Linked DNA regions of Danio rerio: region 1 is linked to region 2. Evidence: chromatin contacts called from public HiChIP or PLAC-seq data. All regions are on one chromosome and are shown on one strand. The core of a region is the stretch at or near the end of the contact, and the rest is flanking DNA. Distances in the headings are between cores, read along the strand shown.

Region 1 (3,687 bases), core at 387-2,886, 500 kb before region 2:
AAGAGCAACTTAGTTTTAGTATGTTATTAATGAATACTAACACATGAATAATACTAATATATTAATATATTAACTATTAATAACCATTACATTAATAAACATCTCATGTTTGGGTGATTTTGGCTCAAGAATGTATTAATTACGCTTATTGTTTGAGAAGTTACTGTAATAAAAACAACAACAAACAACAAAACACACACTTTTAATTACAAATTTAGTCGGTGAACATGAATTTTAAAGTTGTTTTCGAAAATTAATTTTTCAACCTTGAAGCATTTATTACAGTAGATTTACTTTATGCCAAAAATTGCTGCTTGTTCAAACTACTAACAGTTGAAGCATTATTAGCCTCCCTGTTAACCCCTTCCCCCCCCCAGTTTCTGTTTAACGAAGAGCAGATTTTTTCAACACATTTCTAAACATTAAAGTTTTAATAACTAATTTCTAATAACTGATTTATTTTATCGTTGCCATGATGACAGTAAATAATATTTCACTAGATCTTTTTCAAGGCACTTCTATACAGCTTAAAGTGACATTTAAAGGCTTAACTTGGCAGGTTAGGCTAATTAGGTATGCTATTGTATAACCATGGTTTGAGACAATCAAAACAAATATTGCTTAAAGGGGCAAATAATGTTGACCTTAAAATGTTTTTTTTTTAAATTTAAAACTGGCCGAAATAAAACAAATAAGACTTTCTCCAGAAGAAAAAATATTATCAGACATACTGTGAAAATTTCGCTGCTCAGTTAAGCATAATTTGGAAAATATTTAAAAAAGAAAAAAAATCAAAGGGGGTTTATTAATTCTGATTTCAACTGTAAAGTAAGTTAACACAATTCTTCATTGACACAAATTAATTAGGTTAGCCTAATTGTTTTATGTTCAATCGACTTAAATTTGTAAAAATAATTAAGCCTACTTAATTGATTTGTGTAGGGACAACATAAAGGTATTATGTTGAACCCAGCATTTTTATAATTCATTGAGCAATTTGCTCTGTAAATATAAAAGACAATGTTAACCCTTCTCTTTTAAATACGACTGGGAAAAATGTCTGTTTGTGAAATACATATAGACACATCTGTGAGAGTAGGTCAGTTGCTTCTGAACAGCTTAAGTAGTATCAATAAAAAATCTTATGATCAGTGTAAAAAAAGCTCTTGATATCATCCCAATGCAAATCAATTAAGTTAACTTCATGGTTTTTACAATTTTAAGTTGATTAAACATAAAACAATTAAGTTACCTTCCCCCAAAATCCAAAACATTTTTGAACAAGCAGCAAAAATGTTTTATGGAGTTATGATTGTTATGTTTTAATGTTACATTTCATATTCTCTGCATGATTCAATCTATAAACATCTCTCTTTTTATTGCTTAATTGCATCATATATATGAATATTATATTAACATTCCACATTTTTATTATTGTACTGTGCCGAAATGGATTAGGGCCTTGCATTAAAATGTGCAGCATACACTGATAAAAACGTAGAAGGTAAAGCTGAACTCACCTGACACACAATAGTCAGCAGTGCCGCCAAAACCACCACTGCCTTCATCTTTAGCCTTTTTGATCCTCAATGACCACAGTAAACCACTGCCAAACCATACAACACCAGTGTCCGGCGACTGAAGTAAAGTGTGCAGCAAGACACTGAGGTTCCTCGTGTATGTGTGTGTGTGCAGGGCTTGAGTGACAGCACATGTGTGAAGAACCCTGCCCCCACAATACACTCACACACACACACACACACACACACACACACACACACACACACACACACACACACACACACACACACACATACACACACCCATCTACTTCACAATCCTTGACCCATTCAAACACATGCAGATACTCATAATAAAGAACACTAAAAACTACATGAAGTAAACATTGTCACATTAAATTCATCCTTAATACAAATCAGCTTGAGTATTAGTACGTTTCCATTCCAACTGAAATATGGCACAAAACATTTGTGAAAACTGATTCTGTCCAATGAGTCAAAGAGAACAAAATCGTGACGTCATGATAATCTGGCACCAAATATCAACAAGAAAAATGCAATTTGCTGTGGTAGAAGAAGTCATCGAGGGCCTTTTCTTTCCAACCCAGGCCCATTCTGAAATCGTAGTCCTGTGGACGTTTCTGGAGACCGCGATGTACGTCCCGGGAGGTGTGTATTTTTGCAGTTTTTGTTTTCGTGAATCCACAAGAAGTCGATGTGTGTGCTTTTTTTATCTTAAATGTCACTTATGAGTGCTGTTCGCACCCACGCTGTTCTCACGTAAACCCACTGGAGAACATCTGTCTGACTGACTGAATGAATGATTGGACAACCAGCCAATCGACTGAACTACCCTCCTTCTTCCCTAAACCCTACCAGTTTCACTGATTGCCTCGCCTGCACGCTTACTTCCCTAAACCCGACCAACAATTTACAAAAGCCGTCCAGAAAAAGAAAAGCTAGGGAGTTTCCGATTTTACCACATTTTCACCCTGTAATGAACTTGTTCACTTTATTTTTTGGATTCTGTTTTTGTCTTACCTGATTTCGGGAACCACTCTTCCCTGGACTCAAACCCGGTCATCGTCGTCGTGTACAGTCGGTAAGCGAAAAGGAACGGCGTCATTCCGCCCCATAGCGTTTGCTTCAAAAATTAAATGCAGCCATACGAACCTCCGGCTACATAATTCGCAGTCTACAGAAACATCCACAGGACAACGTTTTCTGAATGAGTCTGGGTTGCTTTTTTCTTATATAATAAATGACTTGCTCATCAGAAAACACACAGTGGCTTTTGGAAGAGTGAGATGCTCTATAGGAGCGCAGACGCTAAAGACGGGAGGTACCTTCTGGGAGGTAATAACACTTTTTCTCAATCAAATAAAAAGTTAGTACTACTTATTTGTGTGCATAATTTTTTATAAAGATTTTAAAATTTGTTTTCACATATTAGCATTTCCATCAGGTATTTTTATACGATAGTTCATTCATTCATTCATTCATTCATTTTCTTTTCAGCTAATTCCCTTTATTAATCAGGGGTCACCCACTGCGGAATGAACCTCCAACTTATCCAGCATATGTTTTACGCATCAGATGCCATTCCAGCCGCAACCCAACACTACCCCATATTCTCTTGCTTTTACACAATTACACAGCCAATTTAGCTTATTCAATTCACCTATACCACATGTCTTTTAACTGAGTTTTAAATGGGGATAAAAATAGGTGGATGGAAACATTTTTATTGTGTAGCAAATCCTTGTATGATGAAAATAGTATGTCAAAAGTAATACAACGATAAATATTTTTCTGATTTTTGACAATTACATGATTTTAATCTGTATTTTGGTTAAGACGGTCTGTTTTACTAAATGAACATTGTATATTATTTATCTCATTGGCAGTTATTCGAATTTTCACAGACTTGTGAATTTTTAGAGAATAATAGAATTTTAGCAATAATATATGTATCAATGAAGTATGCACAAATGAAAAAATAAATAAAAACACATACATAATTTAACAACAACAACAAAAAAGAAAAGAAAAGAAAAACAAACTGATTTATTGTTTATAAAGTTATATTAGGTTCAAAAAAGTTTTGTAAAATATATTTTGGTAGCACTTTAATTTGAAGGGCCATGAAACCCTCCTTGTCGCAGCA
Region 2 (4,020 bases), core at 549-3,048:
GAGAAGTGTGCACTGTGTAGTGGAACTTCAGTTCCCCCTGGGTAGGGACACTCCGAATGTACAGTGGATAATTCTGCAGAGAACAATGTAATGTTAAATGGACAATGCACCCAAAAAAAGAGAAGAAATAATATCTCCCTCAGGAGTTTCCAAAGCTTTGATGCCTTTTTTTTCTCTTTTGAACACAATAAGATATTTTAAAGAACGTTGGAAACCAGTATCCATTTATATCGATTATAAGAAAAACAATGGAAGTAAACGGTTTCCAAGATTTTTAAAAATATCTTTTAACAAATTAATCTGTATATATTTGTAAATAAACATCAACTTGCCTAACGTCATCTGTTTGGTTGCAAAAGGCAAGCGTTAGTGATTGATACATGTGACACAGGATGAGAATGGTATTTACAATAAAAATAAAGTGCAATTGAGTTGTATTTTTTTTCCTGTATATAATACATTTTTCAGTAATGCGGTGAAGCAGTGTGTAGCACAATCACCTCACAGCAAGTAAGTCGCTGGTTTGCGCCTTGGTTGGGTCAGTTGCCATTTCTGTGTGGAGTTTGCATGTTCGCCCGTGTTTGTGTGGGTGTGCTAAAATTGTTCGTAGTGTGCGTATGGGTGTTTCCTAGTGATGGGTTGCAGCTGGAAAGGCATCCTGGATGCTGGATAATTTGGCGGTTCCTTCTGCTGTGGCAACCCCAGATGAATAAAGGGACCTAGCCAAAAAGAAAATTAATAATTTTTTTTTTCTCAATGAGAAACAATGACTAATATTTCTAATCCTAATTTGTAACTGTTTATTATACACCAAATAACCTTGTCAGGCACATTTAACCATCTGATGACATTAAAAGACTAATTTTTTTGTATGCTTTGTTTTTTACAATAAAAAAGATACTTTGATTAAGATATTTGTTTAATGTTTATACACACTTTTGTGAATTTGATTACATTTTTAATTTATAGCAATTTTTTTCAGAGCATTTCTACTGGACGCATGTAGATACATGCACAACATTTTTTCTGAGCATTTCTTCAATGCTTCAAAATGTATTTGATGTGCTTTAACCTTTTAACCAGCACAATAATTTATTTTGACCAATCTCTTGGATACAGTGTGATCCTGACACCACATTAAAAAGTTTTTGTTTTAATGATAACCAACTTAACCTCAATCAACGTACGGGTCTTTTTATTTATTTTTTAGCAGTCGTCCATGTTTTGTGTGACAACTCTACTACTATTGCAGCCCATCCGGTAGTGTGGCAACAACACTTTCTACACTAATCCACGCATGTTAGGGATATGTAGTTATACATAAACTACATTAATTTGTAACACACATTAGAATCTTAACGTTTTAAGAGTCTGACACGCAAAACCGACTCGGATCATGAAAAAAACACTCGTAAGGTCAAGCTTTAACGTTACAAGACATCACTCTAAAACAATTTAGGGTTGTGCAAAAACACCTCAAACATGGTTTCTTGTATCCTAATTACACCAGCACTACTTTAATTTCAACGTTTTCAATATTAAACTGTCAAAACACGCATGTAAACATTGAACGTCGCAATGTCTTCCCAATAGCGACACGTATCAGGAACTCTTCGTAAAAAAATCCACCAAATCTAAATAATTAATTGTGTCAGATTTAAAGTACCGTATGCTTCGATACATATTTATAAAACACATTTAATGTAAAATATATAACACGTTAGCATTTACCTCCTTTGCAATGACTGCTATGCACACCGCCATGATGACGCTACACCCCGCGATCACGTGACACGCGAAAGTCACATGATTATTAGTTTTATCGCGCTTGTGACAGTGTGCAATACTTCTCGTGATGCGAACAAACACATTTTATAATGTAGAACGCATAGTACTCTTTACAGTTCCGATTCCTGAAAGTTAGCATCTGTTGTGTATTTCACAAAGCTTTGAAAAGGGGTTACGATGTGTCTTCAGGCTGTCATCTGTGTGTTATGGACAGTATATGTGTGTCAGACTTCAGGAAGTCCAAACATCATCATCATGCTTATGGATGATGTAAGTTTTTCCCGTGTCTTTTAATTCAAAGTTTAACTGACCAACTGACTCAAAATCACTAATACACTTGCAGTTTGTTTAGATTATTTCACTACTAAGTGCAATATCTTTAAATATGAGAATGTTTCTGTTGTTCATATTCTGTTTTTAATTAGTAGTTTTATGTTATAATATGCTGTGTTTACCACAATATCGAAAACTATATTTTAAATGTTGACCTATTTGTCTGTTTTTAAATCAAAAATGCCATTCAGATTAACCCTGGGATGTTTTACACACAGTCGTACATCAGAATATGTACTGTTCATTAAAAATGTTGAATTTTATGGTCCAATTATCATTATTATGCTCATTAATATTGATTATATACAACTGTCGAACGTAGTGTGAGCAACACTAAGGTCTTTGATTCAATTCCCAGAGCTTGCTTGAATTGAACTGCTGTTTGAGATTGAGGTAAAGTTGGTTTTATATTCACTCATTCAGATTTTCTTCTTAATAATATAATTTCAGAAAATTATTCTTTGCTAATTCTAAACAGTGAAATCATATTAGCAGCCAATGACTAGTACAACATATGGTTCACAGTCAAGTAAATGGTGGTAATGTTGTTTTGAAGTCATACCTACAAGTGATTCCAGGCTGAATATTCAAAGTACCATGGTAAACAATATAGGGAGCATACCACAAGTTGTCACTGAACAAATGTGCGAATTTAAAACCATTCATCCATTCATTCATTTTCTTTTTGGCTTAGTCCCTTTATTAATCCAGGGTCGCCACATTGGAATGAACCACCAACTTATCCAGCACATGTTTTACGCAGTGGATGCCCTTCCAGCTGGAAGCCATCACTAGAAAACATCCATACACACTCATTTACACACATACACTACGGACAATTTTGCCTTCCCAATTCACCTGTACCATGTCTTTGGACTTGTGTGGGAAATCGGAGCACCCGAAGGAAACCCACGCAAACATAGGGAGAGAACATGCACACTCCACACAGAAATGCCAAATGATGCAGCCGATGCTCGAACCAGTGACCTTCTTGCTGTGAGGCGAACGTGCTACCCACTGCGCCACCGCATCGCCCAATATAAAACCAACTTTACTTCAATCTGTTTGTGTGTGATAAATAAATGGTTGATTGCTTTGGGATTTTGGATAGAAGTGTCTGTCCAAGATTGTAAGAGAAGCAGATCTTAGCTAAACTGTGGATTAAAGATAAATCATCCCATTTTGGTGTTCGCATTTAACATAATTTTACAAATGTGATTTTATATGCATGAAAAAAATAACTCAAATGCAAAAAAAGAGTCAACTTTTATATTTTGAATAAGGTTTGCAAGAATGGAAATAACAAATGTGAGTAAAATAAAGTTTCGTCATCTTTCAGCATGAATGTGGAAATGAAACGGCATTGTTAAAATATATCCAAAAGTATGTGGTCATACTATATTTAAAATGAAGATATTTTTTTCTGGCAAATGGTTGAGACTTTGTGGTTTGAAACATAATATACATAAAGATTTAAAAACAATTTTAGGAATCTGCTGAATATTTCTTATTTAAAACTTGCGTCACAAGGTTGTGGTATTGTTGGTAAAGTTGAGTATTATAAAATAGTATAAACTGTTATTGGACTAAATTAGATTTCAGTGTATGACTATGTTAAAAATGAAATTATGGTAAAAATGCCCTTAGATATTATATACTCATGATGATTATATATATATATATATATATATATATATATATATATATATATATATATATATATATATATATATATATATATATATATAGACACACACACACACACACACATTTTTTTTCCTATCATCATTTAAACTTCTTTAATTTTCCACCTACTGCATCTTTTTGTGTAACGTGTGCCTTTTTACTGTACATATTTATTATCTATGTATGTGCAGACTGTATGATTGTACATGCAGA

Evidence for each region. HiChIP or PLAC-seq counts read pairs in DNA pulled down with a chosen protein or histone mark.
Region 1: an H3K4me3 HiChIP or PLAC-seq map of embryo shows a contact between it and region 2, with 5 times the contacts expected there. The contact joins the promoter of cdh15 here to the promoter of galns in region 2. A contact is called at or near these places in 1 of 18 Hi-C or Micro-C datasets (hematopoietic stem cells) and 1 of 4 datasets of contacts at active chromatin or transcription factors (embryo).

What each region holds. Positions count from the first base shown.
Region 1 is chr7:57,093,722-57,097,408 of GRCz12tu, reverse strand. It overlaps cdh15 (cadherin 15, type 1, M-cadherin (myotubule)), which reads right to left and starts at 1,636. Exons shown (of 14, transcript NM_212606.2): 1 at 1,521-1,636. The coding sequence starts at 1,568.
Region 2 is chr7:56,591,261-56,595,280 of GRCz12tu, reverse strand. It overlaps galns (galactosamine (N-acetyl)-6-sulfatase), which reads left to right and starts at 1,798. Exons shown (of 14, transcript NM_001080641.2): 1 at 1,798-2,058. The coding sequence starts at 1,966. It overlaps trappc2l (trafficking protein particle complex subunit 2L), which reads right to left and starts at 1,790. Exons shown (of 5, transcript NM_001003506.2): 1 at 1,732-1,790; 2 at 1-73. The coding sequence starts at 1,764.